2 separate regions of the Mus musculus genome follow, and region 2 is linked to region 1. A link is a contact called in public promoter capture Hi-C data. All regions are on one chromosome and are shown on one strand. Each heading gives the region's core, a stretch centred on a gene start, on an enhancer-like site or on the middle of the called end of the contact. The rest is flanking DNA. Distances are from core to core; before and after follow the strand shown. Region 1 holds the start of Ripk2 (receptor (TNFRSF)-interacting serine-threonine kinase 2). Region 2 holds the start of Aco1 (aconitase 1).

What was found. Promoter capture Hi-C pulls out the DNA fragments that hold promoters and counts their contacts.
Region 2: a contact with region 1 is called in a promoter capture Hi-C map of pre-B cells. The contact joins the promoter of Aco1 here to the promoter of Ripk2 in region 1. A contact is called at or near these places in 1 of 39 promoter capture datasets (pre-B cells) and 2 of 484 Hi-C or Micro-C datasets (CD4 T cells and CD8 T cells).

What each region holds. Positions count from the first base shown.
Region 1 is chr4:16,160,315-16,164,955 of GRCm38.p6, forward strand. It overlaps Ripk2 (receptor (TNFRSF)-interacting serine-threonine kinase 2), which reads right to left and starts at 3,329. Exons shown (of 11, transcript NM_138952.4): 1 at 2,910-3,329. The coding sequence starts at 3,082. It overlaps A530072M11Rik (RIKEN cDNA gene A530072M11), which reads left to right and starts at 3,796. Exons shown (of 7, transcript NR_045765.2): 1 at 3,796-3,877.
Region 2 is chr4:40,140,470-40,144,560 of GRCm38.p6, forward strand. It overlaps Aco1 (aconitase 1), which reads left to right and starts at 2,796. Exons shown (of 21, transcript NM_007386.2): 1 at 2,796-3,072.

The DNA of each region.
Region 1 (4,641 bases), core at 2,079-4,578:
ACGAGCAGAGAGACACACGGACGCACACCCAACCATAGTAAGAAGTTATGAAGTCTTTGAGTAGGCAAAATATTTTATGCTTTTAAATTCAAGAGGCACAAGACACCATAAAGCAAAGTTTCTCTATTCTCTGTTCCTTACCTTGACTGAAAGGAAACCAGTTATATCAGTCTGTGAAGCCTATTTAATTAAACTTCAATTTCTCAAGCTCTGTATTTGCCCCAAGAGATATGGGTCAACAAGACAGTTCCTGTGTAGTACCTTACAGGATGAACCCAAAGATCCCTGGACACTTGAGATGAGAGGACACAGTGTGGAAGTTCCAGTGACACATACATATAAGATAGCCTTCCCTCCTTCTGTCCAAAGTATGAAATAAAGTATTAGCAGAGAATACATTAGTAAAGTGATTGTCATACAAGCAGGAGAATATGAGTTTAATTCCTAAGAATAGATATAAAAAAGCTGGCAACAATACACACTCCAAAACATTAAAGATACTCTCTTCTCCTCTCTCTCTCTCTCTCTCTCTCTCTCTCTCTCTCTCTCTCTCTCTCTCTCTCTCTCTTAATGGTCCTGAGGAACAATACCTGAAGTTGACCTCTGGCCTACCCATCATGCATGTGGGTCAGCAGCACATGGATCTCCTATGTGTGTATGCTAATACAAACACATGCATGTACATACAAACATAGAAAGGTATGATGTATTCCTCCTCCCTGCCAGCCATTTTATATACAGTCCAACCCTTGAATCAACTCTCTAAAGCTTGTTTCATTCTCTCTGGTTTACATATTGGAGCATCTACAGTCAGAAAAAAATGAATGATCCTTTGGTGACAACAATACAAAGTGACAGGGTTTAAGTCAGATTTAAATTGTAGCCCTGGTACTCTAACATCTGTGCTTTTCTATTCTATTGTTTGATGAGAAAAGCAAATCAGATAGTTTGTGAGGTTAGAATTCAACAAGATTGAGGGGGAAAACAAAAGCAAAAGATTTTTAGAAACTTAAAATGCAAAATACAGCTTCAATAATTGTATCATGAAAATGGCCTAACTCAAAATGTCAATAGGAAACAGCTCTCCATCTCTAGGGTACTTGAACAACCAATCAGAGTCATCAGTCCATTAAGGCTGGAAGACTGCTATGGAAGTCCCACTCACTGGCAATGGAGAGTGACTCACTAATTATTAAAATAATATGCAACGTCACCTAGACTTATTTTCTTTTCAGGTAATCTTAAAGAACAATGGGTACATTATCCACACCAGAGCACAACAAATATACATACAGTGTTTATTATTCATATTTAACAGGTGAGGAAGTAAGACACCCTCAGAGTCAGTTGCATAAGCCTAGGCCTGTGCTCATGGTAAGATCTTAGACAGCAAGATAAAAGAATGCAATGCAGTAAGGTAGGGGATTGTGCTGGTTTTATAAAGACAATGCCCTATCCAATGCAAGGAAATTATACCATAAGTGGTTGGTGAATATGGGAAAGCAATACCATCCTGTCCATCTTTTTCCCTTGGCCTACAAATGGCACAAACGAAGCTTTGAAAAGCAGAATCAAAAGTGAGAAAGCAACTAGCTTTAGTCTACCTAGTGGTCTATTAGTGCTACATTTCCATAGACCATTCGTTTGCTTGGTACTAACCAACCTCCCTTTAAAGTTGACTACTTAGGCGCACGTGCTCGAACACGTGAACACACACACACACACACACACACACACACACACACACACACAGCACTGGCTCCACATACACTGTGATCTAGCCCTTGGAGGGAGGGAGGGCGCCTCCAGGCAGATGAAAGTCCAACATTCTACCAGGGCTGAAGCAAGAGAGTTAGTTATCTGATGCTGTATCTGACCTGATACCCAGGGTTAACAGCCTCTGACCAATAGGGCCGCTATGATCTCTGTATTTTCACACTAGATCCAGCAGGAGAAGAGGCCTGTAGCCACCAAGGTTAGCAAGTGCACTAAGAACTGAATGAAGGTCTAGTTCAATTTCTGATGGAAGTGAAACACACAAGAGTTCTGACTAGATCCATTGACTAACACATACAGCCACAGATCTATGGTATTTAGTTGTAATGTTTTCCTAGAAACAGAAACCAACGCTTTTTTTTTTTCTTTCTTCTGAATATGTGGGAGCTGGACACAAATAATACCAGGGCAAGGGATGGTCAAAACTTTTATTCTTCACAAATTTTGACCATTTAATAGCTTTTGATTCATTTTACTGTTACAAAAAACATTGCACACTTCCTTTGGGGACTTCCAAGGCAAGAGCTCGAATAACAACTGGTAATGTAGAATTTGATAACTGAACTTCATGAGGGCACGTAATAAACCACAAAGAAAACAAAACCAACCAAATCAAACCAAACCAAGCCATAATATGCAGGCTCAGGAGCAGGAGTGAAACACACATAAAACCCTAGAAAAATATTTTGACGTTTAATCAATATAAAAACACCGGTATAGTATTATTATTTTTCTTTTTAGTGCTAAATGCTCAAACTCCGGTGTGTATTTTGCAGTCACTGCGTACTTCATTTCCAAGAGCAGTTTTTAGAGTTCCACAGCTCTTACCGCTAACAGCTAGCTAAAACAAAGCAAAGCCCACAAGCACTGTACCAACACACGTCGGGTTCAATAAACAGGGTTTTAGAGGTGGCCGTGATTGCAGGTTTTTGGAGAGTGGGAACACCTCGGGTGGGAGGAGAGGCAGGGCGAGTTGCAAAGTCTGACGCACGTCCAGGATGGTTTCTCCCTTGGATCAGGTTAGCCCAAGGACTTAAGGACTCGCCGCGGCGGAGCCGGCGCATCGCCATAGTGCGGCCGGTCTGTGGACCACCCAGCCCGCGTCTGTGTGGGGCCCCGCGCCGGCGCCCTACCTGTCGAGCAGCGGCGTGTGGATGTGTAGGTGCTTCACTGCCACCCGCACGCGCCAGTCTGCGTGTCGTGCCGACGAGACCGTGCCAGAGGCGCCCCGGCTGAGGTAGTGCAGGTCGGCGAGCTTGTGGTACGGGATGGGGGGTAGCGCGCTGCAGATGGCGTCCCCGTTCATGGCTCCGGCTGCGCGGCGGCTCCGCCCGACCCTGGCCGCGGCGCTAGGTCCCGGGGCGGCCCATTCCCGCGTGGCCGCTGCAGTTCCGGCCCGGTCAGCTGTGCCAGGGAGCCCGTCGGGTCTGCGGCCGCGCCGGGGTGGACCGTCCTCCTCCCTCCTCCTGGACTCGGCGGGCTCCTCCCTCCGCCGGCCCTCCCTGGGCGGGCTCCTACCTTCACCAACTCCTCAGCCCCTGCCTCCTACCCCTGGCTTCTCCCTCCGCCGGCTCCTCCCTCCGCCGGCTCCTCCCTCCGCCGGCTCCTCCCTCCGCCGGCTCCTCCCTCCGCGGTCTCCTCCCTCTGCCGGCTCCTCCCTCTGCAATCTCCTCTCTCTGTGAGCTCCTCCCTCTGCCAGCTCCTCCCTCCGCCGGCTCCTCCCTCTGCCAGCTCCTCCCTCCGCCGGCTCCGCCCTCCGCCGGCTCCTCCTTCTGCCAGCTCCTCCCTCCGTCGGCTCCGCCCTCCCCCAGCTCCTCCCTCCGCCGGCTCCTCCTCCGCCCGCTCTTCTGTCCTCTGGCTCCTCCTTCCGCCGGCCCCTCCCTCTGTAATCTCCCATCTTTGCGGGCTCCTCCCTCTGCCGGCTCCTCCCTCTGCAAGCTCCCCTCTCTGCGGGCTCCTCCCTCTGCCGGCTCCTCCCTCTGCAGATCATGGGCGTGTCTCAGAGGCCTCCCTCCCCCCACAAGCCGGGTGGACATCGCTGAGGCTTGGAAAAGATTTCCTCCGGGGAAAATCCCTCCGGAGTTCTCCAGTCTGGTGTCAGGTGGGTCGGCTGGATTTTCCTTTGGCCCGAGTGTCTTCCTTAGACTCCAAACCCTGGACGTGATAGGGTGTGGGGTGACTACTGCTGGGGAGCCTGGTGCCCCACTTCCTGAGCTGTAAACCATCTGGTTGCTTCCACTCCAGTCTTTACTCAGTGGCTGCCACTTGTGAGAAGTGAGGTAGAGAGGCTAGCGCTGTCAGTGTGACAAATTGAGGTGTTTAGCTTATATGACTTGCTCCCTTACCAGGAAACGGTTTCTTCTTTTATTCCTCAAAGCCTACTCACAAATAGAAATATAAAACCATTTCTTGTGTTTGGGAAGTCTTCCATCCAAAAAGAAAAACAAAGGCAAAAACAAACAAAACCAAACAACCAAAATCCAGCACTATTTCATCTTTTTACTGTAAACACCTTTCTACTTAGATAACTGTTCAGTACGATGTTTGGCGCAAATATCTCATATTTGTGAGCGATATAGTTCCACGATCCTACACGCACCAGGATACTACAATCTGTAATTGTCCCTTATATTATTAGTGTAATATATATAACACCGACATTTCCTTCCCTATACTCTAGTTCTTAATAGTTTTTTACAAGTCTACATTCTAAGATTATGTTTTCTTGGGCTGGAGTCATGGGTAAGCCGTTAAGAGGGCTTGTTCTTCCAGAGGATCTGAGGTTTGTTATCAGTACTCGAATCTAGTAGCTCACAGCTGCCTGCTCTCCAGCTCCAGGGAATCTGACCAACACTTCTGGCTTCT
Region 2 (4,091 bases), core at 1,546-4,045, about 24 Mb after region 1:
AGGGACTTCCTGGAGCTATTTTGAGTCATTTATTTACCGTTTTAAGAAGATTCCCTGCAGGATGGCGTGTTTCATCTCCCTTTAAATATCCCGTCTTGAAACATCCCGTTGATTCACCTCCCCTTATAGCTTAAGAAGTTTATAGCTTAAGAAGTTTCCTTCCAAAGTGCAAGGCTAGGAGGATACTGCTACTCAACAGTTAGCTATTTCACAGAAACAAGCAGCACTGCACCTACTGGCTGCTGTTGAAGCTAAAACTTTTGATCCAGGAGCTGCTGTTCCAATCACGACCTCTTCAGCAAACTGCACTGGCTTTGGAAGACTCTGTTCTCCATAAAACAGAGATAGTAAATTCTAGATGAGTCTGCTCATTGGGAAGTTAGTTCTTCCTCCAGACTGGAGAAGAGAGTAACTCTCTACTGACTCGGGAAGAAAAACAAACTGTGATTGGTGCAATGTGGGGCTTGCTGTGATTGGTTCTTAAGTAAAGCTTGTCAGTTTGTTTATGCAGCACTTGTGATTGGTAAGGTAGAACTATGCACATGCAGGGGCTGTGGTTGGTGGAATTACAGTCCATACACAAGTATGTCATAGTCCCCTTCCGGCTATGTGAGAAGACTGTTTCCCCTAATTGTTTTTTTAATCTTCGAGACTTCTTCTGGGATTGCAATATTAGGCCTAGCACAACACCTAACAAATAATCTCTTTGTCTACAGTCTTAATCAAGCTAGGCAGGTTGTATGGAGGAAAATGCGACTTCCATATCTGATGGCACAGACAGCAGCACTGGCATTGGCAATGATGAGGTAGCTGAAGCATTCCAGAGTCATCAAGATCTAAGAGACCCCAACGGCCAAAGCTCAGAGCAACAACACAGAAGGCAGCTAAGAGTTCCCGAGCCCTTCAAGAGCTCTGAACTATAACACTAGGGAGTGGTTAAAGGGTTTCCAAAGAAAATGCAAGAAACTATGACTATATAGGAATAGCAAAAGTGTAAAGACAGGCAGGGGCTCTGAAGAACAAAAAGCAGAGACTGTAAAGCTTGGTCTCAGCCAAAGATCAGGAGTTATAACTCTACCTGCTGCAGAGCAGAAGGAAGCAAGAGCAATACACCTCTGCCCTGAGTACCTGGAATAACCAGCCTTAGGCTTGGACAGCTTGGAACTCAAATCCACCCTGTGATGAGTTCCTGGAACTCAGGGCCTTCAACACTAAGGGAGCAACCTAGAGCAGCAAAACCCATCGCTAGCCAAGTGCTTGACATACTAGTTACTAGTCATTCTCCCTATATGATGCTCGTTCGTGTTAACTCAATGTAGAAGCCTACACTGAATTTCCAAATGATCTGGGCAGCAAAACCTTACATCCTTTCATCTAGAGCTAATCAATCATGTTTCCAAATTCACATTGACTTGAGAGGCTAAACTGCTAAGCATGGACGGAACCCCCACTCAGTCTCACAGCTCAGACTTTAGATCGGTGGACAGCATGTGCTGTAATTAATGGGTTGCTGTAGGCTAAAACCAAGTTTTATATATAGAAAGTTTGCATTCTGTGTAAGCTACAGACATGTTGAAGTGTGCTCCTGATGTATACTTCCTGTGCTTTGAGCTAGTAATAACGGAGAAACTGCCTTTTATAAGAGCTGGGTGTGGTGGGACAGAACCTGCAGTCCCGGCACTTTAAAGGTAGATGTAGGGAGTCCAAGGTCTGGGGAGTTCCACCAAACAATGAGCTCTAAGCCTGCCTGGGGCCCATGAGTATCTGACTCAAAAATCAAACCAAAAACCCCAAACAACTAAACCCTCGGGAAGAAATCTAAAACAAAACAGTAGTTGGGGTAGGAATAGGAAGTGAAGGGCAAGGTGGAGGAGGTGGGGGACACTGGAAGAGGCACTCAGAAAACGTACTTACCACCCAGCATTTAAAAGAAAGGTGGCGTTTTGTGTGCCAACTTGACACAAATTAGTCATCAGAGAGGAAGGAGTCTCAGTTGAGAAAATGCCTCCATGAGATCCAGCTGTAAGGCATTTTCTCACCATTTTCTCAATGGGAGAGGGCCCAGCCCATGGTGAGTGGTCTCACCTAGGCTGGTAGTCCTGAGTTCTATGATAAAGCAGGCTGAGCAAGGCATGGAAGCAAGGCATTAAGCATCACCCCCACGGCCTCTGCATCAGTGCTTGCTTCCAGGTTCTAGCCCTGCTTGTGTTCCTGTCCTGACTTCCTCCAGTGAATTGGAAGTGTAAGCCAAATAAACCCCTTTCTCCTCAGCTTGCTTTTTGGTCATGGCGTTTCATCGCAGCAACAGAAATCCTAAGGCTCCCTACGTTAGTCAGGCAGTTACATGTCACACTCTGCCCCTCGTGAGGGACAGTCAGCCTTCTCCACGCTCCAAAAGAGGAAAAGCCTAGAAATCGGCTCTACACTTCCTGGGACTGAGCCACTAGCAAAGCTAGATGCAGCCTCGGGGCCCAGTTTCTCCCGCCTATGGGGAGGAGCCACGAAGATCAATAGCCTTCAGCTTCGGGCCTTCGGGCCTAGGAGGTACAGAGGGGTGGAGCAGGTCCTAGGCTCCGCCCCCGTCCGTGGCCACGAGTCTCTTGTTCTAGGGGTGGGACGGTGCCCAGCCCCTAAACCTGGCCATGTAGGGGCCTGGGACTCGTCCCTCGGTATGGTCTGCCTTCAGGCTCTGGAAAGAAGAGGTGTTCCCAAGCTCTGCCCCTTGGCCGCAACCTCAAGTCAGATCTGGGCCTTGGGGCGGAATAGGCCCTAGACTCCGCCCATCTGCCAAGATCGGAAGGTTCCGAAGGGAGGGCGCACCCGGACTAGACTGCAAGCTTCAGCCATCGCTTGCAGCTTCTAGAGGGAGGAGGTGCCCAGGCTCCGCCCCTCGGGGGGCGGAGTGAGGCCCGGGCCCCGCCCCTCTCCCGCAGCAGCTGGTTCCGGCCCGCTCTCCACCGGTCCCGCCTCGCTGCCGGAGCGTCCGGAGGACCGCTCAGTGGGAGGAGCGCGGAGTCGGCCTGGGACATTGCTAGCACCCGCCTGTGTGCTCCGGGAACTGCACTGTGAGCGGTGAGTACCACGCGGCCCCGGGGCGTCCGTGCAGGCCTTTCCCACGGGTGCAGACCCGAGGACACGGGGAGAGCTGCGGGGAGGCGGTGGAGCTGGCTCCTGGGGTGACCTCTCTACTCGCTCCCCAGCCTGCGTCGCTCTGGACTGGGAGTGGCTCTACTCGGCGCCCCGGGAGTTCTCGCCTTGGTGTGAGGGCCGCACCGCCGGGGTGTCATTGTGCCAGGCCCAGCCCACGGGATAGAAAGGAACGATTGTGCCCGGCAGATTGGAGTCCCCAGCACGGGGCGAAGGCAGGCGGGGTGAGGGTAAGAGCCCCCTCAGTGGAAGGGCATAGAGTCCAAGGTGATTGATTGAGAAACCCAAGGAGAACGGGACTGTACCACTCTGGCCAGCCCAGTGCACTAGAACCGCAGATCTCCCTGCAGCACGCATGACAGCCTCCCAGCAGAAGTTGCCGAACTTTTGCATTTAGGACCGGCAGCGCGCCTAAAGAACCTTTGTTATATAGATTGTACCTATTGATTTTTGCAGTGTATAAATACAGCGTATAGACACTTAATATACTTAATTCAGATAGACCGATTCTGTAGTTTCCAAAACACTGTTATTAAGAATGGCATTCTTTAACCTTCCTGCAAATCTCTGCTTAGAAGACACTCAGCCTGTTGCAGTATGACAGGTCATGTAGCTTCTGAAGACTTTTAAGTATATTGGTGAAAATGTAACATTGTATTGCTTAAAGAGTGGTTTTGACCGTCCAAACACCTGCGCCTGTGTTTCTCTGCAGCATACTTTAGAACCACCGAAGTAGCCAGTGCTTAGGAGGCATAGTTCACTGGGTTTGCCACTTTATTTATGGTTCTTCCATTCCGCACCGTGGAGGAGTTAACCTCTGATACCCAGGAGCACTCTGGACCTCACTTTCCAACGGAATACGAGATCCCCACAGTTGGTGGTGGCTTTGGGTGATGTTCATGTGTGCCTTGGTTGTTTCTGTGCCTGCTGAGTTGATGTGTGTA